Regions from separate parts of the Zea mays genome. Here regions 1 and 3 are each linked to region 2. Evidence: chromatin contacts called from public Hi-C data. All regions are on one chromosome and are shown on one strand. Each heading gives the region's core, a stretch centred on a gene start, on an enhancer-like site or on the middle of the called end of the contact. The rest is flanking DNA. Distances are from core to core; before and after follow the strand shown. Region 1 holds the start of LOC103627525 (putative RING-H2 finger protein ATL71). Region 2 holds the start of LOC100194169. Region 3 holds the start of LOC100501810 (cytochrome P450 86A2).

What was found. Hi-C and Micro-C count contacts between places; a contact is called where the count stands out from the background.
Region 1: a contact with region 2 is called in a Hi-C map of tassel, with 1.9 times the contacts expected there. The contact joins the promoter of LOC103627525 here to the promoter of LOC100194169 in region 2. A contact is called at or near these places in 2 of 25 Hi-C or Micro-C datasets (ear and tassel).
Region 3: a Hi-C map of leaf shows a contact between it and region 2, with 7 times the contacts expected there. The contact joins the promoter of LOC100501810 here to the promoter of LOC100194169 in region 2. A contact is called at or near these places in 22 of 25 Hi-C or Micro-C datasets (bundle sheath, ear, endosperm and 6 more) and 2 of 3 datasets of contacts at active chromatin or transcription factors (leaf and seedling).

Annotation. Positions count from the first base shown.
Region 1 is chr5:197,881,980-197,885,751 of Zm-B73-REFERENCE-NAM-5.0, reverse strand. It overlaps LOC103627525 (putative RING-H2 finger protein ATL71), which reads right to left and starts at 1,780. Exons shown (of 1, transcript XM_008647819.4): 1 at 791-1,780. The coding sequence starts at 1,689. The coding sequence ends at 1,228.
Region 2 is chr5:197,680,800-197,684,700 of Zm-B73-REFERENCE-NAM-5.0, reverse strand. LOC100194169 reads left to right here and starts at 2,084. Exons shown (of 12, transcript NM_001359418.1): 1 at 2,084-2,501; 2 at 3,720-3,901.
Region 3 is chr5:197,828,053-197,832,287 of Zm-B73-REFERENCE-NAM-5.0, reverse strand. It overlaps LOC100501810 (cytochrome P450 86A2), which reads left to right and starts at 1,838. Exons shown (of 1, transcript NM_001352346.1): 1 at 1,838-4,235. The coding sequence starts at 2,814.

The DNA.
Region 1 (3,772 bases), core at 531-3,030, 200 kb before region 2:
ACAGCCTGCTAGCTGCAAGGTGCAAGTAAAATGGACTAGACTACAATTTAGGTCAACTTTGAGTGATTAAAGATTAGTCTCTAAATTGTCAAACGATGAGACTAAAACATGGACTAAACTGTTTTAGTCTCTAGTCCCTCAAAGAATAACTAAATGGAATTAAACCATATAAATTCCACATTGTGTCCATCTTTTATTTCAGTTGCACTAATGACAAGATAATGCTAAGGGATATTTTATTTCTTTTTCTTTTATGATTAATTTAATGTGTTTTGAATAGTTTTAGTCCCTAAAACCAAACATGATATGGACTAAACTTTAGTCTTCTAACTAATAGTCCATAAACTAAAGGAAGCAAACGGAGCCTTATAGCTTGATTGGGTAATAAAACACACCGGGTAACAAAAACAACGGAGCCAGAAAAAATGTTCTTGAACTCAACTGATTCTTTGATGATCAAACTACATTTACTATGATACTTGAAAATATTTGCTGCAGAACTGAAACCAGGCTCTAAACTAAAGCACTTGTGAGGACCTAATAACCATGTATTCAACCAAAAGTATAATATAGCTGAATTAATTCTTCTAGGGTACTACTAAAAGTAATAGTTTGCCGCATGATAGGAACCAAGCTTTCTAACTTTAAAAACACATAATCAGTAACCTAATGACAATGGAAATATAAACTAATGATCTCAAATATTCATCAACCCAGTACTGAAAACTCACGGAGAAATTCACAGTTTATTTGCAGAGTGCAAAAACTCACCTTTGTTGCATCATCGGAGGTGCAGAAATTCACAGTTTCATTCACTCATTCTGCCAATGACACATTAAAGACATTGCAATCCCTGAAGGAAAATTATGCTTTATTTGTATCTCCGAGACTATGAACCTCATTTTTTTATTCACTTCGCTCATGAAGAAGTCTAAATCCGTCGAAATGCGACGATCTGTTACAAGAACTGTGACTGGAACCTACAAAACCTACTGCTTTCGAGTAAGAATTCGAGGATTGAGTCGATGTACATGCAATCCCATCCAAGAAATCCTTCACAGGATCAAGTTACTGCCAAGGATTCATCAAGAATCGCTCTCGAGAAGTAAGAATCCGGGGAGATTCAATCGAGAAGGCTTCTTGATCGATGGTCAGAATCCACCAAAGAACTCGTCAAGGACCAAGAACTCACCCGCCAGGCGCCAGAGATGACCCGCCGCCCCGACGTCAAGAATCCCAACCGGTCTTGGGCGCCAGAGGCGAGGCCGCAGGCGAAGACGGTGGCGTAGCCCAGATGTTACAGATAGGGCATCGGGGCGAGATGGCAAGCCATTTGTCGACGCAGTCCTTGTGGAAGGCGCGGTTGCATCCGGGGAGCACGCGCACGGCGCGGCCGGGCTCCATGGGCTCGAGGCAGATCGGACAGAGCGCCGCCGCCTCCTCTTCTCTGTCCGTGGACTCTAGCACAGTGACCCCACCGAGGCGCATCAGCTCTGCCTCCGCGAGCCCATTCTTGCCGCCGTTCTCCTCCTCCTTCTCCTCCGCCGTCTGGGGCGTGGGCGGCGGCGTCCGGGGAGCGCGGCCCCGAGCGACGGCGTCGAAGAGATAGCAGAGCCAGACGCCGAGCACCCCGAGCATGCCGATGGCGAGCGACGCCACCGCCAGGGACACCGCCCACACTTGCACCATCTTCCTCGGCCGCTCGGTCTCCCTTCTCCCCTTGATCGATTGGTGATTGGTGCCCTTGGGAACAACAGGCAGTAATATTTTTCTAGCAGTACTAGTGGCTAGTGCTGCCTATCGGGCCTGAGTACCTGGTTCGGCACAAGCAGACGGGCCCAAGACTGCTTCGTGTAGCGGACGGGCGGAAACGGAATCGGCTTTTCTTGTGGGCTGTTTACTGCTACCTCGAATATTTGTTGTCTAGTAGTTTATTTTAAAACTAACTGTAAACTAAAAAAGAACTAAAAGAGTACGGGCGAAGAATTGAATTCGATATGAGATTGATGGCAAAACTAGTGAATCTAAATTTACCGCAGAAAGTGTTTAGCTTACGGCAACTCTAGATTCACACAAAAAAATTTAGTTAGAATATCCTCTTTTACTCGGTAACAGGTCTCACGTAATAATAGAACTAGATCAGGTGGCGTCCTTTCGAGCGCCCTACCCAGCATTAGGGAAAACACACAGAGGGTTTGAGAAATTATTCACCACAATTTATACTTTAAAGTTTGAATTTCCCACAAATAGCTAGAGCAACAATCAAAGCAAACACAGAGAAAGAGAGATTGACCATAATTTCTAGTAAAGTTGCAAGTGTTTTTTTTTTGTCTTAGCACAAGCCCATACAACTGGGAATCGATCCAAAAGAAGGTGACAAGGTCTGCACGTAGGGTCAAACACCACAACTGGAGGTATGTACATGGTATTGGTAGGGATGATAATAGATCACGATCCAAATGTTTCTCCATAATTTGTTAGGGCCCTAAATTAATTTTAGTTCAATAATAAATATAAATAGAATCTGATTATAACCCAATCGGATTCTTAAATTTTAGTGTAAAATTTAGAGTCTATTGTCACCGAAGACATATTCTAGCTAACGCAATCCGCATAGTTATGTATATATACTTTACCAAACTACAAGTGTAGCTCCAATTCAATTAGCAAAAGCCAAGCGAACAGTCCATCTAGCAAAGCAAAGCAAACAGTCCATCCACAAAAGATAAGCATATCACCTGTCGTGTGTTCAAACTCCAGATTTATGTAGGCTGCAAACAAGAAACACAAGAAGGTGAGTATAAAAGTGCCATAGATATTCCCTGTGATGCACATTTCTTCTCCAACCCTGCCTAATTATAATAGAATATATGGAGTGCTAAAGCATTGCTAAGACAACACAAGGAAGATTTTGACCATTTTTCTGCACTTGAGCAGGCACTAATATGTTAATAGGTAGTGTATTTTAGACTTTCAGTAAAATAAGAAAGTTGACCTTCATAATATTAGATTTTTCTAAATACAACAAGTAATGAAATCACATAGTCAAAGCTGGTAGCCTGGTACTGTTAGTACCTGCAACTGGTAAATTGGCCAACGAGTAAAGCTAGAACATAGGGCAACCATTGTTGTGCAAGCAGTCCTTCTGTGCAAGCGTGCAAGCAAACCATCTGATCCGTTAGATTACGATCCAACCACAGATACAACCATGATTTGTTATGGGTTTTTTTTATAAAGATTATTGAGCTAGTGGTGGAAGGGTTTAAGTGTTAAATGTGACCTACGGTTGGATCACGATCTAACGGATCAGATGGTTTGCTTGCACGCTTGCACAGAAGGACTGCTTGCATAGCAGTCGTTGCCCTATTGCAAATGGTGGCAAAAATAACATAAATGCCTACTTCTCTTTATCAGTGCCAAAAAAACAATGCAAAAGTGAATGCATAGTGATGGAGCAGAAGGCTTTGTTGCCAACAGGTATGCACGGGTGCTTTGTTCCTTGCAGTACTAGGTGTTAATCCATTTATCTAAGAACCAGTAGTACTGAGTGCTCTGTTCCTTGCATGAGTGCACAACAGGTTAATGTCCTAAGTTGCTTGGAGACAACATTTTTAAAACTGCCAACATATTCAGAGATCACACTAATTTCATGGGAATTTTATCTAAAGTTTTTCCATGGTTTTATAAATGACTCCTGAAACACTTGTTTGAAAGAGCAATGAAGCAGCGTCGATTATTCAAAGATCTCAGTGATTCATTAAATAATTTGAAT
Region 2 (3,901 bases), core at 835-3,334:
TTAAACAAATATTTATCTAGATTTCTTGGGTGTCAAAATATTCTATGTGAAGTACTACTAGCAACTATAGTGTATGCATGTGATGAAGGAAATGTTTCATGAGATGGGGTCTTAGGAGATAATTAAAGGGGGGGTTAGGGGTTTAGGGTTCCTAACCTTGGGATCAAAATTGGGATGTTACAGAGATGCATTTGACATTTGTGGAGATAACCTGAGTGGAGCATCGCAATGATCAAAAGGACAACTTTCGAACGACCACATCCAAACATGGAGGAACAATCGTCATCACAATTTTGACATATTTCACCTAGTCATCTTTAGAGCATATGGAGATCAATCGTTGGAATACTGTTCCAGATGCAACATGAGACGATAAACCCTCAATTGATATGTCAGGGCCGTTTAAATTGCAACTAAACTCCTCACAAGCTCAAGCGAAAATCTGGCCAAAAGAGGGCCTTTCATCGAACATCACCATCACCTTCTCCATTCCATCAAAACTAACATTCCCATAAACATCTTCCTCCACACTTCCTCCATGGTATAGTGTCACTAGGGTGTCCATCTATTGCACACATAGATTTATAACTCAATAATCATTAAAGATGATACCTGACTAACACTATCAACTAATGTCTAACTAAATATTATCCCCATCTACTAATCTACTAATGCCTAAATACTTAATACTAACTATATATACTAAGAAACAACTAACCACATCAAGCAGTTATATAATCGATTAATACTGTGTGAAAACAGGTATACATGAGGTCGCGGTGTAGTCAAGCTACCGGCGGCGGAGGTGGTGGAATCGGACGACCTCCTATCTACAAAAAATAACATAGTAGCCTCAGTAAAAAAATATTCTGCAGCACCTCCCCTACACAACGAGGTTTCTAAAACCTATAGAGAAACGATCAACAAGATGGCTGACATCTACACTTTCCAACATAGAAAATAACACGATGGCTGACATCTAAGTAGCTATCAAACTATATTCACTAACAACTAAGTAGCTCTAACTATATTCACTAAATATACTAAGCAAAACGAAATAAACTATATAACTAAACTAAGTAACTAAACTTAGATCACATAGATGAAAACAATTTAATGGAACCTATATATACTTATATATAAGTAATGAAGCAATTAATGAAAACAATTTAATGGAATTGTATATACCTATATATAAGTAATGGAAACAACTAACTTAGATTACATAGATGAAAACAGTTTCACAAATACAAAAAATCTAATTATCATCTACCTGTGACGCCGGAGCGCGGAGGGCGGCTCGCCGGGGCGGCGCGGCGTGGCTGTTCGGTGGGGAGCGTGCTCGTTGGGATGACGGATGAGCCAGGGCGGAGGACGAGCCGGAGCGACGCTGCGGCGCTGCGGGCGGGCGGACGTGCGGCGGGGAGGCGACTGTAAGAGTGAGGGTTCGGCGGGAAGAGAATGGGAAAGAGAAGCCGGGCCCGCGTCTAAAGCCCTAGCCGGGCTATGTTGGCACCTCTTCGTCCTCACCGTCGTTGCCACGTCAAAGCTCGGCGCTATAGGTTATGGTGTCGAGCTATGTTGACTTGACGTCATAGACTATGACACAGAGCAAAAGGTACAAAACATAAAATAAGTCGTTCAGAGGTTTAAACGTGATTTTTTTTGAAAAAAGAATTAAAATAAAAAAATTCGGTTGCAACGTATGAACATTGTACTAAGTATTAGTATAAACCACTACCGTAATTGCACACAGCAAAGTGTGACGGCAGCTCGGCAAGACGTCGCGGCTGAGCCGCTTTGCAGGTTAACATCAGCACATGCAGTGCAACACCATAGTTAAAGCTCGGATTTTGGCACAAGGAGGTTTGAGCAGCAGCCCCGGACCCCACCACGGCACGACAGCCCACAGGGATTCCGAACCGCACGAGATTCTCGCCACCACCACCAACCATCCCTTCCCTCCTCACTCCCGTCCCGTCACAGCACAGGCGCGGCGCGGAACACGCACACTCCCCTAGTCCCCTTGGCCCTTCCCACCTCACTCGCACAAGAGCATTGCGGAGCACACAGCAGACAAGGCGAACAATAACTGCCCCCCCTTCATCCTCCCCCGCTCCCGTCGTCGTCTCCTTTCCACCCCCTTTCCCCCGCCCCCTGCATCCTGCATTACCCCCCTCGCGCGTCCCTCTCCGATCCCTCACCCCCCAGATTCCTCCTGCCTACGCTCGCGGGTCTCTCCTGCCCGCCCGATTTCGCCTCGGACCTCGTCGTCCATGGTGTGCTTTTTCTTCGTGGCGATTTGCTGCGCCTCGTCGCCGGCGACCTTGGCGCTTGCAGGCGGCCGACTGCAGTAGGGCAGGTCTGCTTCCACAGACGTCTTCGCCGTTTGAGAGGTGGCGCCCACCTCCACCGTCTCGTCTGCTGCCTGCTCTAGTGGTGCCGGACCTGGGGTGGAGCGGAGATCCACAAGGGCTTGGATTGCTTTCGTTGTCTTGCTGGTACGTAATCCGAACTTGTTTGTAGATAGATTGTGCTCGGAGTTCGTATCGTTGTGCGGCGCATATTAATGCTGCTACTGTGAGTAATCAATTCGGAATCTTGCTTTATCTACACTCAACCACCTGTGGATTTGTTTACTATCTGCTGCGCTATTCTAGTCTGTCCATAGTTCGATTATCCTGGGGTTCTTCCGGGCATGATCAGTGCCACTTGGCCCCACAGGATTTGGTATCCAAAGGCTCGAGTGTAATTGATTTCACAAAAATCTCCGAAGTTTGTATCTTGTCATTTCCTGCATAAGTTCCAATTGGTATAGAAGTTAGGGCTTGTGTTGTTCCCTTGCAGATTATATAATCCAGCTTATTTCATATAGATTATATAATCCGGATTATATAGTCCAGTTTATATAATCCTATTAGAGATATTTCTTTACACAAATTATTAGTGAGTAAAAAGCCAATCAATAATCTAAAATAAGCACCTAATGACCTGCTTATGGATTATCATAATCTAGGTACCTAGATTATATAATCCATTCCAATAAAATGTGTTGTTTGTTTGCCTCTTAAGTCTTAACTTATTTAAGCTGGATTATATAATCTAGAAGGTAAACAAACAGGGCCTTAGCTGAGTTATATCAGTATTCTTAGTGTTGGATACTTCAGAACAAGTTGGCTTGGTAGTTTATGCCACCAATCGGAATGGTGCATATTGGATTGTGCATATTTTATGCCGTCAGCACATACCATACCCATTCAAAATGGTTATTGCGTGAAAGCTCTGAAAGAAACCTGCATATCATATGCCCGGTGTTTTTGCATACGTTTTGATTAGATACTATGTCCATATGGCTGTTAGTATCGTGGGCAATTTTTTGGTCAACATCGTGATAAATTTTCCTGGTACTTTACCCTTTTGCATGTAAGCAGTTCTCATGAAAAACGATGTTACAAGATTGAAGAAAAGCTATTTTTCGGATCTTTTCTTTTGATTTCTATATGATCCCAGCAAACCGTTGAAATGATGCCTATTATAGTTTGAGTAAATTGTTTCCATTTGTGTGTTTTTAGAGCACACTACTCGAAATGGTTACTCGATTTATTGAAAATCTGAAACTGAACATTCGCTTGCAGTCAGCTTAAGAAATTGTCATAATATTTTGTTTTAGTGCTCCATTATTGTTATTGATAGCACCTGATGTTTGGATATGGTTTCAGGCTTTGAGGTGGAGATGACACTAAGTTGAAATTTTTATCACACGAGGAAGCAAGAACAGGAAAAAAAATCACATTTCAGTGTTGCACTCTGTGGAGGGTTCATTGTTGGTCCACCAAACTACTGCAGTGCTGGAGGGTTTTTGTTGAAGTCCTCTTCATGTTCACCATTTCTAAATTGTCAT
Region 3 (4,235 bases), core at 589-3,088, 150 kb before region 2:
AATCCCGTCCCGACCCGTACTATTTTCTACATTTGACCCGATAATTTCCGTATTTACGGAAAAATATGGAAACGGGGCGGAAACGAGAGAAGACTTATTCCGTCCGTTTTTTCGGGGTCCCGTTTTTTTCCGAATTGAACCCGTATTTATTCTGTATTTGATAAATATGGGACGAGCCTAATATGCATTAGTATATAAACTAAATCCTCATGTATTTAGGTGATAAATTATAGCACAATTGGCCATTGTAACCACCGGCTCTTTTCAAATGACAAGTGATCTAAAGTCTTAAACAACATCGGATGTAGCTAAATGTACACATTTAGTAACTAAACAACAATAGAATGTTGCCTCTCTATATCTATTTGTTTTATGTTATTGTTCTGCCAATCAATCACTAGTCAAACATTAATAACATTTCTATTTGTATTAAATTATGAGTTTCCGTTAGTATTTCTGTTTCCGTTCGTTTTCGCAATTCCGTTTATCCCGCTCCCGTTTCCGTTCCCGACTATTCCGGACCTGATCCTGTTTCCGATGATAAAATGCGGATACGGAAACGGGAGAGAGGTTTTTCCGTCTGTTTCCGTCCGTTTTCATCCCTAGACGGGCAGTCGGGTAGGGCACCAGCTGTGCGGCCCATGGTTAAACGGGCTAGTGCTGGGTTTTTTGTTTATCCGGGGCCTTTAAATTTCGCACCCCACCCCCAAACCCACACACATTCATTGTAAAACTAGTCTTTTTTCTGATCACACAAAATTTTATTGAACTCAAACTTTACATGCAAACTAGTACAATATCTGTGCTTTACGATAACAAATAATTATATTTGATAGTATCAGTTAGGGTAGGCCAGACTCTATTCTATCAGCAGTGCAACGGTTAAGCGACACATAAGGACATATGGTGGACCCTCTCTAAAAAATACACATAAAAACTAAATTTAATGTTAAAGTGAACATATAGTCCACATATTAGATAATACATATTAGATAATAAGCTAATAAACATTACACTTTATCTTAGCAAAAAATTCGAGAAAGGTATAAGTTGAAAAAAGAGTTTGGATTCATTTTTTTATATTTCGTTCGCTCTCTCGTCCTTCTTCAGCTAGCGAGATGGTACTATATGGAAGCGTTGCGCTGCGCTAGTGTGACTTTTTATCGTGTTGGACTTAGATGATATCCTACGACACACGAAACTAGTGCTTTACAGAAATAGAGATAGATGGCCGCATCATCGATTCATTTGCAATTCAGGTGCTGCCATGTCATAGTAGTACCACGAACTGCCGCCATAGCGCGCTCCTAGGTAAAATGAGTTACAAGACCCCACAGGATGACAAGGACTACTTTAAGGCCGTGGTGCTTGCTACTTGCTAGGGTTGGTTGGTCAACTAGTCCAACCATAATCACCATACATATCGATCGATCTATTAGCCCCTCAACAAACATCCAGTTAGCTAAAGACGCTCTAACCAACTATACCTGTTGGCATGCTTGTGTTGTAGGTAAGAACGTGTAAGCTGACGACTGACGATATCCCGGATTTGACATGTTGTAGCTAAACACGCACGATGCGTTGGGCTGAGGATTTTGAAGCAAGCCAAGTTGTCAACAGACGTTCGTGGGTATGGGCCGTTCGCCCAACACCACCAAACTACTGCGAACTCCAGCCGGGAGCCCAACCAACGTATCCTCCCCCGTTCATCTTCTTCTCCCTCCCACACCCACACCACCTCATGGTCAAAACACACGGCGCCGCCCGGGCCTGGGCGTACGCCGGCACGGCTCCACGGCCATCTATTTATGCCACAGGTCTCGTCCAAGCCCGTCTCGATGGCACGCCACATGCTTCTGCTACCTCATCTCTCCGGATCAGCCAGCCAAGCCAACCAGGCGAAGCAGCAGCTAGCATTCACTCCACCTCTGCATCGCGGTCGCGTTTCTACAGTGCCACTACTATCTAGCTCCACCACACTGATCGGTCGGTCTCGGATCCACTGAGTCCACTCGCGCCATCCTCGATCGATCGGTGGATCCCCCGTGCTGTACGACAAGCCAAGCCGGTTCCAGCTAGCTGCGCTCGCTCGTCTTCAATGCCTCCCCGGCCGTGCATTCAATGGCCTTGGCACGGTTAGTTGCGCGACGTCGCGGCAGATTGGCCAGTGCGATCGAGCCCGCGGATCGGAGGCCAGCTGTTGGCGGGTAAGACGCCGCGCGCGGCCCGGCCAGCGAACGTCCCCCGGCGGCAATTTATGGGCGACCGCCCGTGCCGTTTCTCGTTCCACCGCCTACTAGCCGCCACCAACCGGCCGCCTCTTCGCCTTCGCCGGTGAAGTGTTTTGCTTTCGTTCATCAGCTGCTGATGCTCGATCACCCGTCCACAGTACATGTGATGTACAGTACGCACGCGTACGCTGCTGCCGCATCAGGAACGGCAGTTTTTTTACACGCTGGTCGTTGCCTTGCCTGTTGCCTGTAGTGTAGGAAAGCTTTGCAGCTTGAGCTAGGGGACTCCGGGAGGGAGTATAGTAGTGGTAGTAGTGTGTGTACGTACAGTACTGTGCCAGCAATTAATCACCATCCCTCTCAACTGTGCAAGCTCGATCCGACCAGTTCTATAAAACCTCGCCTGCAGCATTCTGCCATCCGTCACCTCCCATCGTCATTGCTTGCTCCATGTGGAGTCACTTTATTACTGCATTACACTAGCTAGCTAGCTAGCCACAGCCAGCTTCATCTTCACGTCGATTCGATCCATCGGTGCTGTGTGTACCGTACGCCAGCTTGCTGATCCATCGCCGGCCGACGATGGAGGTGAGCACGTGGGTGATGCTGGTGGCGGCCGCCGCCGCGTACATGGCGTGGTTCTGGCGGCTGTCGCGGGGGCTCAGCGGGCCGCGGGTGTGGCCGGTGCTCGGCAGCCTGCCGGGGCTGGTGCAGCACGCCGAGGACATGCACGAGTGGATCGTGGGCAACCTGCGCCGCACGGGAGGCACCTACCAGACCTGCATCTTCGCGGTGCCCGGGGTGGCGCGCCGCGGCGGGCTGGTCACGGTCACGTGCGACCCTCGCAACCTGGAGCACGTCCTCAAGGCGCGCTTCGACAACTACCCCAAGGGCCCCTTCTGGCACGCCGTCTTCCGGGACCTGCTCGGCGACGGCATCTTCAACTCCGACGGCGACACGTGGGTGGCGCAGCGCAAGACGGCCGCGCTCGAGTTCACCACGCGCACGCTCCGCACGGCCATGTCCCGCTGGGTGTCGCGCTCCATCCACCTCAGGCTGCTGCCCATCCTGGACGAGGCGGCCACCGAGAAGACGCACGTCGACCTCCAGGACCTCCTCCTCCGCCTCACCTTCGACAACATCTGCGGCCTCGCGTTCGGCAAGGACCCCGAGACGCTCGCGCCGGGCCTGCCGGAGAACGCATTCGCCACGGCGTTCGACCGCGCCACGGAGGCGACGCTCAACCGGTTCATATTCCCCGAGTGCCTGTGGCGGTGCAAGAAGTGGCTGGGCCTCGGCATGGAGAGCACGCTGGCCCGCAGCGTCGCGCACGTGGACCAGTACCTCGCCGCCGTCATCAAGGCGCGCAAGCTTGAGCTCGCCGGCAACGGCAAGTGCGACGCGCCGGCGCACGACGACCTGCTGTCTCGGTTCATGCGCAAGGGCTCCTATTCGGACGAGTCGCTGCAGCACGTGGCGCTCAACTTCATCCTCGCCGGCCGCGACACCTCCTCCGTGGCGCTCTCCTGGTTCTTCTGGCTCGTGTCCACGCACCCGGACGTGGAGCGCCAGATCGTACTCGAGCTGTGCGCCGCGCTCGCCGCGTCCCGCGGCTCCCACGACCCGGCATTGTGGCTGGCGTCGCCACTCACGTTCGAGGAGCTGGACCGCCTGGTCTACCTCAAGGCGGCGCTCTCGGAGACCCTGCGCCTGTACCCGTCCGTTCCCGAGGACTCCAAGCACGTCGTGGCCGACGACTACCTCCCCGACGGCACGTTCGTCCCGGCGGGGTCGTCGGTGACCTACTCCATCTACTCGGCCGGGCGCATGAAGACGGTGTGGGGGGAGGACTGCCTCGAGTTCCGCCCCGAGCGGTGGTTGTCCGCCGACGGCACCCGGTTCGAGCCGCACGACTCGTACCGGTTCGTGGCGTTCAACGCCGGGCCGAGGATCTGCCTCGGTAAGGACCTCGCGTACCTGCAGATGAAGAACATCGCCGGCAGC